Regions from separate parts of the Mus musculus genome. Here all the other regions are linked to region 1. A link is a contact called in public HiCAR-type and promoter capture Hi-C data. All regions are on one chromosome and are shown on one strand. The core of a region is the stretch at or near the end of the contact, and the rest is flanking DNA. Distances in the headings are between cores, read along the strand shown.

Region 1 (3,312 bases), core at 745-3,244:
ACATCCACGGCTGATCTCATGAACACTGGGTCAGGGGAAGGCACAAAAAGAAAGCTTGCTTTAATTAAACTGTCCATGATTTGGGTAGGCATTTTTCTCCTCTCATCTGCGGGACTAACAGAAACTGAGATTGTCTATTAGAAGGTCCTTAAGGATTCTCTCCTGGGAGCTACAGGATGAAACTGTTGTGTATATATAAATCCTGCATGCACAGGACGCCACAAATGTGACAAACATCCATCAGCATGCATGTGGCGCTGTGGAACGCCATCTTTGGCACTCCAAGAACTTCACAGATAGCACATCCTTGTCGAGTCTCATTTTAGAGTCACGTCATGTGACTTGTAGAAGCACTCTACGAGGAGTCTCTTACCAAAGCAGATGTCCGTGACTTACTATTCTCCTTATTTCACAAAATGAAACCTCCAAAGTTGAGTAGAATTAACAACACGTGAAAAATTTAAGCACTTTCAGAAGGATAAATCACCGCTATCTACTTGAGACATTAGACATACCATGTGAGTTGTGCTGGAGGCAGGACAATGGGAAAGGCTAGTTTTGCAGCCCTGGAGAACAGCTATCCACTGGGGAGCAGCAAAATGAGCTGGCCAGAGGATAGTGTGATGAATCTGTACCAGATAAAGTGTCAGAGCGTGCACCCATGCTCCACATTTCAGATGGAGAAGTTATGGATCAGAACGCTTTGGGTAATCTACATTTAAAAAAGAAAATCAGAGAAACCCAACATACAGCGATAGAGTGTGGTATCTGAGTCACCGGCTCCCATTCTTCAACCCTCCCCAAACGAAGACCTGCTGGGTTCATTAGTCTAGCAGGCAGCCTTCAACTGGGGGATTTCATGGTCAAGCAGGAGTTTGTAGCCAGTTCACAGAGGGCGCACTCTGGCCTCCACACTTCCTAGGAACACAGCAGAAGAGACGCCTAAGGGAACATCAGACCTGAAGGAGAAATCTTGAGATGACTGTCACAGAAAAACCAGAACGTCTTTATAAGCTAGAATGCACACTCATTCTTCCATTTTACCAAGTCCTTATTGATATCAAGCCACGGAAAATAATGCCAACCTTAGATGAAGGGTTTAGTGAACCAAAATCATCGGGAATGTACTTGAAATCACATACACTCCGTTGTTCATGAAGCGGCTTTAAGCATGTTACTTAACCTTTGAGGGAGTCTGTTTCCTTGTCTTTAAATCAACGGTAACCAAATAATAATAATAAAAATAAATAAAAAATAAAAATGCATGTTTGCTGTGACAAAACCCTGAACCAAAAGCAAGTTGGGGAAAGAAAGTGTTTGGCTTACACTTCCTGGTCACAGTGCTCTATTGGAGGAAGTTAAAGCAGGAACTCAACGAGAAAGACCCAGAGGCAGGACCTCAAGCAGAGACCATAGAGAAGTGCAGCTTGCTGGCTTGCTCCTCCCGGGCTGGGCCGCCTGTTTACCTATGGAACTAAGGCCCATCTGCCCAGGGGTGGCCATGCCTATTTTCCTCCCATATAGCAACCATAAAACAAGAAAATGCTCCCATGCACAAGCCCACAGGCCAATCTGATGGAGGCAGTTCCTTAGCTGAGGTCCCCTCTTCCCAGCGACCAGTGTGTCACAAGGTTAATGAAGCCAAGCAGGGAATTTTAAGAAACTTGGTTTTCCCAACTTTGCATTTTCTTCCCAGAAAGAACGTCCCTAACTAAACATTATCCCAGCTCTTCTTCGCTCTTGAACTCACTTTTCCTAGAGAGGCAGAGCGATCGCACATCAGGGCAATGACAGTTCCCAAAGCCCAGACCCCCTCAAACCCACAAGCCGTGCCCACCTCTCGCGAGATCAGTGGTCTGTGCTAGCGGGGGCGATGGCTCCCGGAAGTGGGCGGGGAGGCAGGGCCACGCCCCCCAGGCTAGTCCGGGGCCCAGCGGAGTCGGCACGTCCTCCGGCCGCGGGGGGCGGAGTCTCGGCGGCCCTGGCCTGTCACTGTCCCCTGGCCCGGGTCCCGGCGCCCCTCCCCGTGCCCTTCACGGCCGCCCTGCCCTCCCCGGGCCGCCGCTGCGTCCGGCGTTCCCGCTGTACCCGGCTCCGGCTCCCGCTCCCGACGCCGCACGTCTATCCCGCTCGTAAGTGCCTGGAATGCGTCCGTCTCCGGACGCGCATTCCTTCTATCTATAGCCGCTCTGTACATCGCATGCCACCGCCGCCGCAGCTATTCCCGGGACAGCAACTGCTAACCTCTCCAATCACCTCCCTATTGGTGGCTTCAGACCCGAATTTGGGAACTGGGCGCTCTTCCACCTGTTCAGCAGCCTGATCTGCTGGAGGCTACAGTGCCATTTGGAGTTTTCAGGGCCCCCTGGCTCAGGAACGGAATTTATGCCACTGAACTCCAGGGTTTTCGCGGATGCATTGCTTTTCTCTGAGAATGCTTTAGGGGTTTTGTTGGTCTGCTCTGTTTTGAACTGAGTGTAAGACTCTACATCTTTGCTTCAGGCTTTCTTATTCTGCTCCAAGAGAGAAGAAACTTCTCCCTTGTTGGGCTTTACTGACAAGATTTTGCTCTTTCTCATTGCTCTTCTTGGCTTTAAACCTATCTAGGACATGTAAGTGCCGCTGTCAACTCCAGAGAGTTTTAGGTCATATTTTCTTTTCTTTTCTTTCTTTCTTTCTTTTTTTTTTTCTTCTTCTTCTCCTTTTTTTTTTTTTTTTAAATAATTCCACTTTGTTTTATAGGGGTAACTCATTCCACTTTGGAGTCCTTTTAGTTCTACGGAAAGAGTTCGAATCCTCCAGAAGCCAAAATGGAACACAGTAAGCAGATTCGAATTTTACTACTGAACGAGATGGAGAAGCTAGAGAAGACCCTCTTCAGACTTGAACAAGGTCCGTTGCAAGTTGTTTGATTAGCTCTTTTTATGTCTTTTAATGCATTGGCGTTCTATTAGATTTTTTTTTAACTTAAAATTAGGGACTGGGTGTTGGCAGGTAGAATGCATGCTTAGCATAAATGAGGCTGTAGATTCAGTCCTCTGCATGAACAGACACACACACACACACACACACACACACACTCGCGCACTCAAATAACTTTAAGTTAGCTGAAATTTCATAGATCTTGATTTGTGCCAAAATGGTAGGTACATTGGTGGTGAGGAATGAATGTTGATTAAGAATAGACCTGTCACGTTAGCACAAAGATAGCTCAGCTCATCTTGCTGCAGACGACCACCGGAGGCAGACACTACAGGTTATAGGAAGTCCCTCGTGGGTAGAACTTGTGCCTAGCCTGGGTTCAGTCCCTAC
Region 2 (3,138 bases), core at 299-2,798, 1.1 Mb after region 1:
ATTTGAGCAGACAGGCAAGACAACTTAAATTTGGTGACCCATCTCTGCCACATACTACCTGGACAATCTACAGGTCTCTCAGGGCTGAGGGATTGCTCATGGGTAGAACGGCCCATGCTACTCCATTGCTTCATGGGACAGTGGCCATCACATCTTGGGACAACAAAGTGCACAGTTCCCCTTTAAAGACCTCATAAATTGTTAGTGGGAGAAGGGGAAGCTAACTCCTTGCCTCTGCAGCACTGCGATAGACAGAAGTTATCTCCTCTTTCAAATGAAACCAGTCTCAAACTCTGTCTTTTCTGGAGGAGACTGGACGGCTGTTATCTTGGTTTCCATATTGTTTTGCAAGATCTGTAGTTTGTGGGTAGGTAAGGTAGGAAACTGTCAATGAGTGCTTCTAGGCAAATATGAATTAACAGCTACTTTTTTTTTTTTTTTGCAAGCTCATAAAATCCCAGAAGGTAGGGGTCTGTTGTTTGTTTCTTCTGTCTCTCTTGAGTCATTCAGGTACAGGGTGTGTCTGTTAATTGAAACTGCACAGCAGAGGAAGTTTTGTGATCACATCTGCTCAGGGTGGGAAGGCAGTGAGAACAGGGGACTTGGGTGGAACCACTTTTTAACAGAAGGACAGACAGACAAGGCATAAAGGCCTCCATCTGCTACTCAGACAAATCTGACCAAGGCCTCTTCAGCCTCAATCTAGCATTATCTAACAGTAGAAAAATGTGGACAAGGTGCAATTCCTTAGATTTGGGGATCTCTTAGTTATCTCTACGTAGACAGGGAGAGAAGAGGGGTCCAGCTTTAGGCAGGGGGCTGTAGGCACTGGCCAGTGAAAGGACAGGCAACCTCTTTCCCCTGTGGACATTCCTGAACTGCTGCTGGATTGTTTAAATCTCTGAGGCCAGGGCAGCAGCCCACCTCCTCAAAGGCCTCTGAGCTTCCCAGAATCTGGGGCACACCGCCTGGCTTTGCGGTCAGCTGAGAGAGGGGAACCCCCGGTCCAACATCAAGCACAGCACTGGCCCACTTCACCGTGCACCCGGGGAAAGCCACTTTCTGCCCACCAGACCGCAAGTTTCAAGGCTTCACCAGGATCGGAGTGGAGGGGGTGGAGGAAGAGGAGGTGGAGGACAGAAGCTTTTCAGTACTTCGGGGCTGCTCTCCTCCGACCTTCTCAGGATCCCCTCTCTGCGGCGTGGCTGCGGCTCTCCGGGCAGTGGCTCGGGTTTCCCCTGACCGCGTGGAAGTGGCCCCCAGGGCACCGGACCACTCGGGCTACACGGATCCTCAGGGCTGTGGGGTCTGGGACCAGAAAGCTCCTCTACCAAGTGCAGGCTTGTCCTCTGTCCTCTAAGATTTTTAACGAAGAAAAGTTTTCCCAGGGATCCCCATGCCTAGTTTCAGAGTCCGTCCCGCGCTGGGGACTGCGGGAAGCTGTGTGAATTAGAATTTAGGAGCTGCCAGGCTCCGCCCCTTCTCTTCCCTTCTCTCTGCTGGTTGGGGCGGAGGGGCTCCTATTCATTTGGTTTTATTTTAGTCACTCTGCCCCAGATCTTTCTGGGAGGCTGCTTCTTAGCAGCCCAGACCCTGAGGGGCCCCCTGCCGCTGGCAGAGGGCGGAGGAGTTAAAAGCATTAACCCCTCCCAGTCCCTTCCTAGAGGAGCCACCCAGCCTCGGCGGGGCGCTCAGAGACTTCGTCTTGCAAAAGTGGTGCGGGCAGCGCAGGCAGGGCTGGCCATTGGAGTGCACCGCTGAGGAGGGAGGGGACCCCAGCTCAGGGAACTTTGCGAGTGAGCTGGTCGCCGTCAGTCGCCGACAGCAGCAAGATGCGGATCGCGCGGTGTAGACCCAGAGTCCTGCGGACGCAGCTTCGTCCGGCTTGAGCGAGGTAGGGGGTTGTGAGCCTCGCAGGCTCCGGCTATGGGGCGTCCAGGTGTCAAGAACGAACCTTTAAACACAAACGAAACAAACAAAAACTTTGAGAAAAAACAAAGCAAAACGAACCCGGGCATCACCAAGATGCTATGGAGTCCTTCTTGACTGACTTCTTCTTGGGGCACGGAGTTTATGAAGTTAGAAAAAAAAAAAGATTAATTTCCAAATTATAGAAACGACTGGGGGAGGGCATGCTAGAGAAGCTGTGATTCATTAGAACGGAGAAAAGGGAAGACGCTTATTATTATTATTTTTTTTTTTTTGAAATCCTGTAGACAAAATTATCAGGCACCACGCCAATAATTTCCATTGCCTGAGAATGGACTGTAGCGATAAGAGTGGAGAAATGTTGAGTTTCGTAAGCTTTTGTCACAGAAATGACTACAATGTCTCTAGGGTCCCCTCCCCCCTCATTTGTTATAGAGTTGATCAATTACTGTGCAGACTTTAGAGTACTTATTTAGTGCTGTGTGTCCAACTTAAGTAGTGCTGTGTGCCCTTTAGGGATTGCTAGTTCTGTTGAGAGGAGGCAATGTTGGGGGTGTGGGGAGCGGAGGAAGTTAAAAGTGCCCATGCAAACTTAGCAGTATGTGTTTCTGGAAATTAATGTACCTGAAGTTAAAACAAAGTGGCGTGCTTCGTTATCGCTAGCAGGGTGACTTTCGTGTGTGTGTGTGTGCAAGTAAGCGTTGGCTAAAGTTAAAACTTTCTTAAGCAATCAGTTCATGGAGAAACGTCTAGGATTTGCTGCAATCTCTTAGGAGGGGTTCTCCGTGAATACCTTTAAACGTAATAAATGAACTTGTGGGGCGGTTGGGTGAGGCGGAGGAGTAAAGACAGAAGTTTTAAAAAGAAGAATAGGCAGTTGCTTCACGGAGGCGCCAAGCTTTCCTGTTTACTTCAAGGCCTGGCGGCCCACACCACACCTCGCTTTACCCTCTGACCATCGGACCCTCAGCACACCTGCTCCTAGGGAGTTATTAATAGAGCCCAGAAAACGGCTTACTTGTCAAATGACCTCCTACAAAGCTACTTTTTTTTTGGCATGGTAATGAGAAGGTGGGCTGGTCTCTTCGAGGTGTGTGTGTGTGTGTGTGTGTGTGTGTGTGTTGGGGTATGCATGTCTGCCCTGCACCCAGAATGGGCAGTTGGTGCCTTCTGTGAGCAAGCAGTCGATTTTCGCTTGAAGGAATCTCA
Region 3 (3,463 bases), core at 44-2,543, 1.1 Mb before region 1:
ACAATCTGTATGATAAAACCAAAGGAGAAACTGGGACCAGACTGTCATTTCACAAGTCTTACTAAAATTGATGGGACTATAGATAATTCCTGGAAGACTGGCAGAACACAGTATTTTGAGGACACCAACCATAAGGCAAAGGAACATTTTGTACATTTAAGTAGCCGGTGACCAGGCTGGATGCTATGTGGGTCATATCCTGAAACACACTGGAGGTCCTTAAATAGTTAAAAGGGGATATATTGAGGAACTGTCTCAACCAGAAATAAAAATATTTAAATTGGGAAGCTTTTTATCTGTTTCCCCTCTCTGTTTTCTTTTTTCAACCTATGTTATAATTAGCTGGCCTCAAAGTGCAAGTCCTCTTGCCTCAGTCTACCCTGTGTTGAAATTACAGTCAAGCATTCCCATATTTGGCTCTTACAGGAATCTTCATTTAGAAATTTAAAGAGAGAGAGAGAGAGAGAAAGAGAGAGAGAAGACCAAAAGGAATAAATAATAAAAATGGAAGCTAGTTCTAACATATATCAATTAGTACTCAATTTTTCATTAACTTTGAATCTATAAAAACCAAGCAATGAACAACTAAATAGTTCCAGCTTTGCACTGGCTGTATGAAAAGGCATGCAAGATTGTTTCTTTCTCCTTGCAATACCCAGGGCTGCTGGCAGACCTTGGAGCTTGGAAACATTCTTGCACATTAACTTCAGGAAGAGTTCCAGGAGAAAGCTATGTTAGAAAGTAGCTGAAAATAATTGTTCAGCCTCAGCTTCCTTAACTCGACAGTAAAAGGACAACAAAATCCAATCGATGGGAAAAAACAAACAAACAAACAATTGAAAACCAGGAGGTTCAGATGTCTTTAATTTTTGCATTAGTCTCTGTAAAGACAGACTTGAGAATGGGAAAAAAAGTCACAACCTGGGAAAAGGGCACTTTTCAGAACAGGAAATCAAGCTGGGTCAGCTGGTTGTGTATATAGATCCTGCCACTTCACGCACAAACCTGGTGGCCCTTGGCTGTGTCAGGGCGAGAACACCACCTCCTGTCCTCTGTATCTCCATGGCCCACCCTGGCGGTGTTCCTAGAGTCAGAATTTAAAAGTCGGGCTGTAGATCTGAGCCAGGTTGTGGCTGGGCAGGCCCCACCGCTCTCCCGCCCCGGCCCGGCCCGGCGCCGCGGGCTCCCGCAGTTCCGCGTCTGCGCACGGCCGAGGGGCAGGAGCTGGGCTGGCCAGGGAGGCGCAGGGCGCCTCGGGAGCCAATGGGCGCGCGCGGGGGAGCCGGGCTGGCAGAGGCGGCCGGCTGGGCGCGCACTGCCGGGATGGACGGCGAGCGCCTGGCGTCGGGCTCCTCGGAGCTGGCGGTCGGGGAGAGCCCGCGGGGCGGCGCCCCGATCCCGAGTGGCAGCGGTTCCTGCAGCCTGCTGCAGGCCGATGTGCTGGATCTGGACGAGGACGAGGACGACCTGGAGGTGTTCAGTAAGGTGAGGGCAGGGGACGTGGCCATGGCCGTGGTGGCGGGGACTGCCTGTCCAGGGAAAGTTCCAGGGTGACTCAACTCTCCAATGGAGCTGGAGCTGGGGACAGTACCTCCAAGGCTGAACTAGTCGTTCCCTCCTCTTCACTTTTATCAGTGGCAGGGCCAAGGCTCATGGAGTCTGAAAAGTTCTGATTTTTTTTTTCTCTCTTCGTCTTTCCATTTTTCCTTGCTTGACAGCGACATTCCTCACCGTGTGCGGGTGGCCTGAAACTGCTTCTCCCTCCCCCCCCCCCAGCTCCTCCCCCTCCCCTAGGCTTCTTGACAATCCTAAAGTCCAGGAGAGCAATTGTGATTGCCTTAGTGCAGGGAGGTGGTTTTTGATTTACTGTTGTTATGTGTAAATGGGAGAGTTGAGTCACATTCTAAGAGAGTCTGGAAACCTGTGACCATTGGGTGTAGAAATCCTTTCAGGATTGAGAAAGCCTAGCCTCTACCACAGGCACAGCTGAAGACTTTAAATTGGGCAGTTATTCTGGTCCAACCCTCAGCTCCAGTCTGCATATTTCCTTCCCATTTGCCTTGGAAATCTAGCCTCAAAGGCGCTCCCTGGCTAGTGATATAATTAGACAGAAATGGACATACCGGCAGTAGTGGTAGACTTGATGCAAACTTGCCCTTCCTGAAAGTTGGAAACAACAACAAAAAAATACCTTTCTTTTGGCACAGTCCCAGTGTCACAGCAGTTTTTCAAAAGTGCTCAGTGGGAACATTGGATCAATGACTATTCAGTAGTGACATGTTGCCTTGAGATGTTACATGAGCCCACCAACTTAAAACTGTTAAACAGAAGTTAGCAAGTAACCAACACCCTTGGACTCCAGTGCGGAGCTCACAAACATCGTTTTGCACCCCTAGAGCATGTGAGATTGGACACCCAGTTGCATTCTAAGTAGATGGTATATCAGTTATGTGTGCTTAGTCTTTCTTTGTATTTGAATTATAAAACTGGGATTATTTCACATTTAGTTTCAATACTATCAAATTTTAATATCAATGTGTGTGTTTATGCACTCATACCTTTGCGTGCATACATACTCTCCTTTGTGCACAATTGGAGATCAGAGCTCAGCCACCATGTGGGGTCCAGGGGATTGAATCCAGGTCAACGGGTCCCATAGCAAGCACCTTACTGAGCCATCCAGAGTCCCAATACTGTTTTTTTTTTCTTTTCTTTTCTTCATTATACACACACTTTATGTTCAGATCAGTGTGAAACGTACAAACGTGAGAATGGAGTGTTGAGATTGGAAGTTGTCTATCAAAATAGTCTGGAATTGCTCTAAACTCTCCAGGTAGCCTCTTTTTTTCTAGGCTTTGTATCCCAGGACTCCCTTGGAAAATCCCCATCTTAGTGAAGCCCTGTGGTTAGAGATGCTTCTGAGGTGGCAGAGCTATTTATTTGCGTGGGTCCACGGGAATGTTGGGGATTGCTGAAGTTATAGATGTTCTCTGTGAGAAGGAAATGACGGATTGAAGCCAGAAGCCGTTTGAGAAGCACATTCTTCTGACATTGCGTAAAGCAGTATCAGAATAGGGGAAATCTCCGCAGGAATCCAGCCGTTCGCCGAGCTTTCTTTTTAAAGGTTATTATTGGAAGGCATACACTCCACAGACAGCTGTACTGGTGGTTTTGTATTCGTCTAAAAAAAAAAATATGGGTTTCCAGACCTTGTATGTTGCAGACATGCACAAATGCTCCCAGCCTTCTCGCTGCTGCTTAGCTTCTTGGGCTTGCTGCCTAGAGACCGTTAAGAACTATGCCCTTAGAAGTTGGAAAGGATGGGTGTAATACTGGTTAAAGTCTACAGAGAACACTATGCTGGAAACCTATTCAGTTACTCCCAGGCTCATTCCAAGTTGTTAAAACTTTCAACCATTAACCACCATTAGACAAGCAAAATGATGAAGGATTCCATTGGACC
Region 4 (3,011 bases), core at 9-2,508, 1.2 Mb after region 1:
CTTTTTGCTGCTTGTCAGAGATCTGCCCCTCACTAATCTCTCAGTCACTGAATGTCCTCTTTGTAATGAGTAGACCGTGCTGTTTTCTCTAACGCGGGATGGTTTGACTGTGCTGCTCTTACAAGCTTGTGCCACACCGTCTGTCATAATCCCGATAGGACACACATTCCACTCTGAACTTCTTTTCCCTGCCTAACATCTAGATGTCAGGTGTCTCCATGTTCTTGTTGAATGGAGGAAGGCATGCCTTGCAGTGGTTTTCTGATCCTGACCAGGAAAGCCAGAAGAAACTGCTCCCTGTGACAGAGAGGCACAGGGATGGTTACTTGGCATGCCAGTATGATGCATCAACCTGACTGTGTGCCCTGAAACCTGAGAATCATTATTTCTGGGTGTGCCAGGGAGGACGTTTTCAGAAGACACTAGTATTCAGATCGTAAGAGAAAGCTTCCCTTCCAATAGAGGTAGGCATTGTTTAATCCTGTCAGGGTTTAGATACAACAAAAGACCGTAGGGAGTGTGTCTGCTCTATGCTTGGCTGTCATATCCAAGTTTTCTTGTCCTTTGATACTGAAACTTCTGACCTTGGGCCTATCCCTTGGGTTGAAACCAGACCACGATCTTCCCTAGTTCCACCTTACTGTGAGTCTCCTTGGCCTCTGTAATGCTGCGAGCAGATCCTTCGTAAGAACCTCTCTCAGCATGCTTCTGATACTCTGCAGAAATTTAATTCAAGGTCCTTGGGCTTAGACAATCTAATCTGTCCTGTAGTCTTACCCAGATACTTCTACTTGGGTTATTGTTTCAAGTGTCTTAGACCCTGAGATAAACACACGTGAGTGTGGAGTTTCGGGGACTTACACTCAGTTTGTGCTAGGATTCAGCACCATGTCCTGCTCCTTCAGGTCAGTCAAGACCCCAAAACTTCCTTTGGGACGAAGTCTTCAGCTCAACCTCAAAACCCTGTGGAGAGCTAAAGGCTGGAGGTTGGTGTCACCATGCAGCCAGCTTTTCTCTGGTGCTTTTGTCTCATGGGGGCATTGGGTTCTTCCTTCCCTCTGGGTTATACTCTCTGTCTGGGTGACTGAGTCCTTTGTTCCCTGCAGGGCCTGAGTCCTTCAGGAATTTCCTGGTCACCTCTTCTTACCTGTCTCATAGTTATCCTGGGATTAGAGTTTGCTGCAGGGTACTGGACGCTGCTCTGTTTTCCCACACCCTCTCTAGGCAAATTGCTGCTCTGCTTACTCTCTGTGCTCCCTGGCAGTGCTCCAGCTGCCCAGCTGCCCTTTTGGGGGTAGCTGGACTTTGTCACATTGACTTTCCTAAGTATCTGCTCCTAGTGGAGACCTCGGCCAGAAGCCTGTGTGCTATCTGCGACCAGCCATTTTTACATTCACACACCTCAAGAGAAACGATCTAAGGACAAATGTGTTCTTCTCATCATTCAGCTTAAAACCCTTCAAAGTCTCCTTGATGCCCTTGCTGGTCTTCAGGAGAACGTGTCTGAGCTTGCTTCTGATTCGTTGGAAAACTCGAATACAAGGTCCTTGGCCTCAGGCGCTCTAACTTGCCAGTGAGCTCACTCCAGTTACTTCTAGATTCTAATTGAATCATTGTGTCCTAGGTCCTTGGTGTAAAATTCCAATGCCCAGTTGCAACTGTCCTTCACCAGTCTGTAGGACAGGGAAGTTTCACACAGTGAGTAAAAGCTTAGCACTGGCTCCGGTGAAAACTGGCTGTGGGGCCTCACTTTCTGGGCTTCAATTTCATTGTCTGTGGCAAGGTCATTTTTACTCAGTGGGGATTAAACAAACTAATGTGCCTAACACATTTAGAGCATGATTTGGCATACACAGTAGTCATCATGCAAGTGTTACATGGGATTAGCTTTCAAGCTTGAGTCTCCAGACTCCAGAAGTTACCATGTATCCTGTTCAGGCTGCACTGCCAATGTTCCCCTGGAACATCTTTTTTATATTTACATCTATGCCTGGGTTCTTCCCCAAGCACGAGATACATTTCTTATTCCTGAAGCTGGCCTGAGTTCTATCTGTCTCTACAAACTTAGCAGGACTTCCCCTTAGGCAGAAGACCTCCTTCTTTCCTTCTAGCCTGTAGTTCCCACAGTGTTTCTCTTGTACTCGGGGGCCCTCTTCAGAGGAAGCTCAGCCTCCTCAGCCTTTGCCTCTGTAGGCTGCAGAATGGCCTTTGCAGAAAGTAAAGAGTCAGGGATGGGTCTCACGGTTTACAAAGCGACTGATACTTTACCCTCCTAGGCAACCACAGAAGCCAAGTTTGAGCATCCTATCGTATCCGTCTTGACTGATTCAAGCCACCTGTCACCATGACATGGACCCAGACCCTGTGTTGTGATGACTCACTATAGGGGCAGTACTTCTTAGGGCCTCATCTGGAACTTTGGAGATCTCTTTACTAGTATTGATGGTTAACTTGATAGATCGCCTAGGAGACAAACCTCTGTGTCTGTGGGAATATTTGGAATGTGTTGAGGTGGGAAGATCCATTCACTCTAATTGTGGACAGCAGCATCCCATGACCTGGAATTCCTGACTGAAAAATGAGAAGTGAGGTGAACATCAGAGTTCATCTCTCTCTTCCCTGAATATGGATGTACAGTGACCAACTGCCTACTGTCCCTAAGGCATGACTTTCTAGCCATGGTGGACTAAACTAATCCTTAAACTGTGATGTAAAATAAACTCATAAGTTGTCTTTTCCAGGTATTTTGTCACAACAAGAGTAAGACACCCTCAGACTGCTTGCCTCTTTCCAATTGGATGCACTAGCCTAGCACTGCCACGCAGAACTCAAGGGGAAGGTGCACACATGGAAAGATTGCAAAAGATTATTACACTCATCTATTTTCGTGTATGTGTGTGGGATGTATGCCACAGTGAGTGTGGAGATCAGAGGACAGCTTGTGTGTGTGTGTGTGTGTGTGTGTGTGTGTGAATTCTCCCCAACCACCAGGAGGGTCTGTGGGATCAAAC

The links. Promoter capture Hi-C pulls out the DNA fragments that hold promoters and counts their contacts. HiCAR-type assays count read pairs that join an accessible place to other places.
Region 2: a promoter capture Hi-C map of pre-B cells shows a contact between it and region 1, with 6 times the contacts expected there. The contact joins the promoter of S1pr1 here to the promoter of Agl in region 1. A contact is called at or near these places in 13 of 39 promoter capture datasets (the 3T3-L1 cell line, 3T3-L1-derived adipocytes, the C10 cell line and 8 more).
Region 3: a HiCAR-type map of astrocytes shows a contact between it and region 1, with 4 times the contacts expected there. The contact joins the promoter of Snx7 here to the promoter of Agl in region 1. A contact is called at or near these places in 1 of 484 Hi-C or Micro-C datasets (muscle stem cells) and 1 of 115 datasets of contacts at active chromatin or transcription factors (astrocytes).
Region 4: a contact with region 1 is called in a promoter capture Hi-C map of liver, with 2.0 times the contacts expected there. The contact joins the enhancer-like site here to the promoter of Agl in region 1. A contact is called at or near these places in 2 of 39 promoter capture datasets (liver and pre-B cells) and 1 of 9 other capture datasets (liver).

The regions. Positions count from the first base shown.
Region 1 is chr3:116,806,848-116,810,159 of GRCm38.p6, reverse strand. It overlaps Agl (amylo-1,6-glucosidase, 4-alpha-glucanotransferase), which reads left to right and starts at 1,994. Exons shown (of 34, transcript NM_001081326.1): 1 at 1,994-2,132; 2 at 2,743-2,892. The coding sequence starts at 2,811.
Region 2 is chr3:115,713,465-115,716,602 of GRCm38.p6, reverse strand. S1pr1 (sphingosine-1-phosphate receptor 1) reads left to right here and starts at 1,548. Exons shown (of 2, transcript NM_007901.5): 1 at 1,548-1,894.
Region 3 is chr3:117,866,766-117,870,228 of GRCm38.p6, reverse strand. It overlaps Snx7 (sorting nexin 7), which reads left to right and starts at 1,293. Exons shown (of 9, transcript NM_029655.3): 1 at 1,293-1,485. The coding sequence starts at 1,324.
Region 4 is chr3:115,633,943-115,636,953 of GRCm38.p6, reverse strand. Gm40124 (a long non-coding RNA gene) reads left to right here. Exons shown (of 3, transcript XR_867569.1): 3 at 1-261. Among named protein-coding and RNA genes, the nearest start is that of Gm40124, 6.3 kb to the left of the region's middle. Within about 2 kb of position 1,258, at least 5 of the 459 cell types and tissues checked have an H3K27ac peak or open chromatin away from gene starts, as enhancers often do. A contact at or near this core is called in liver, where this site is marked.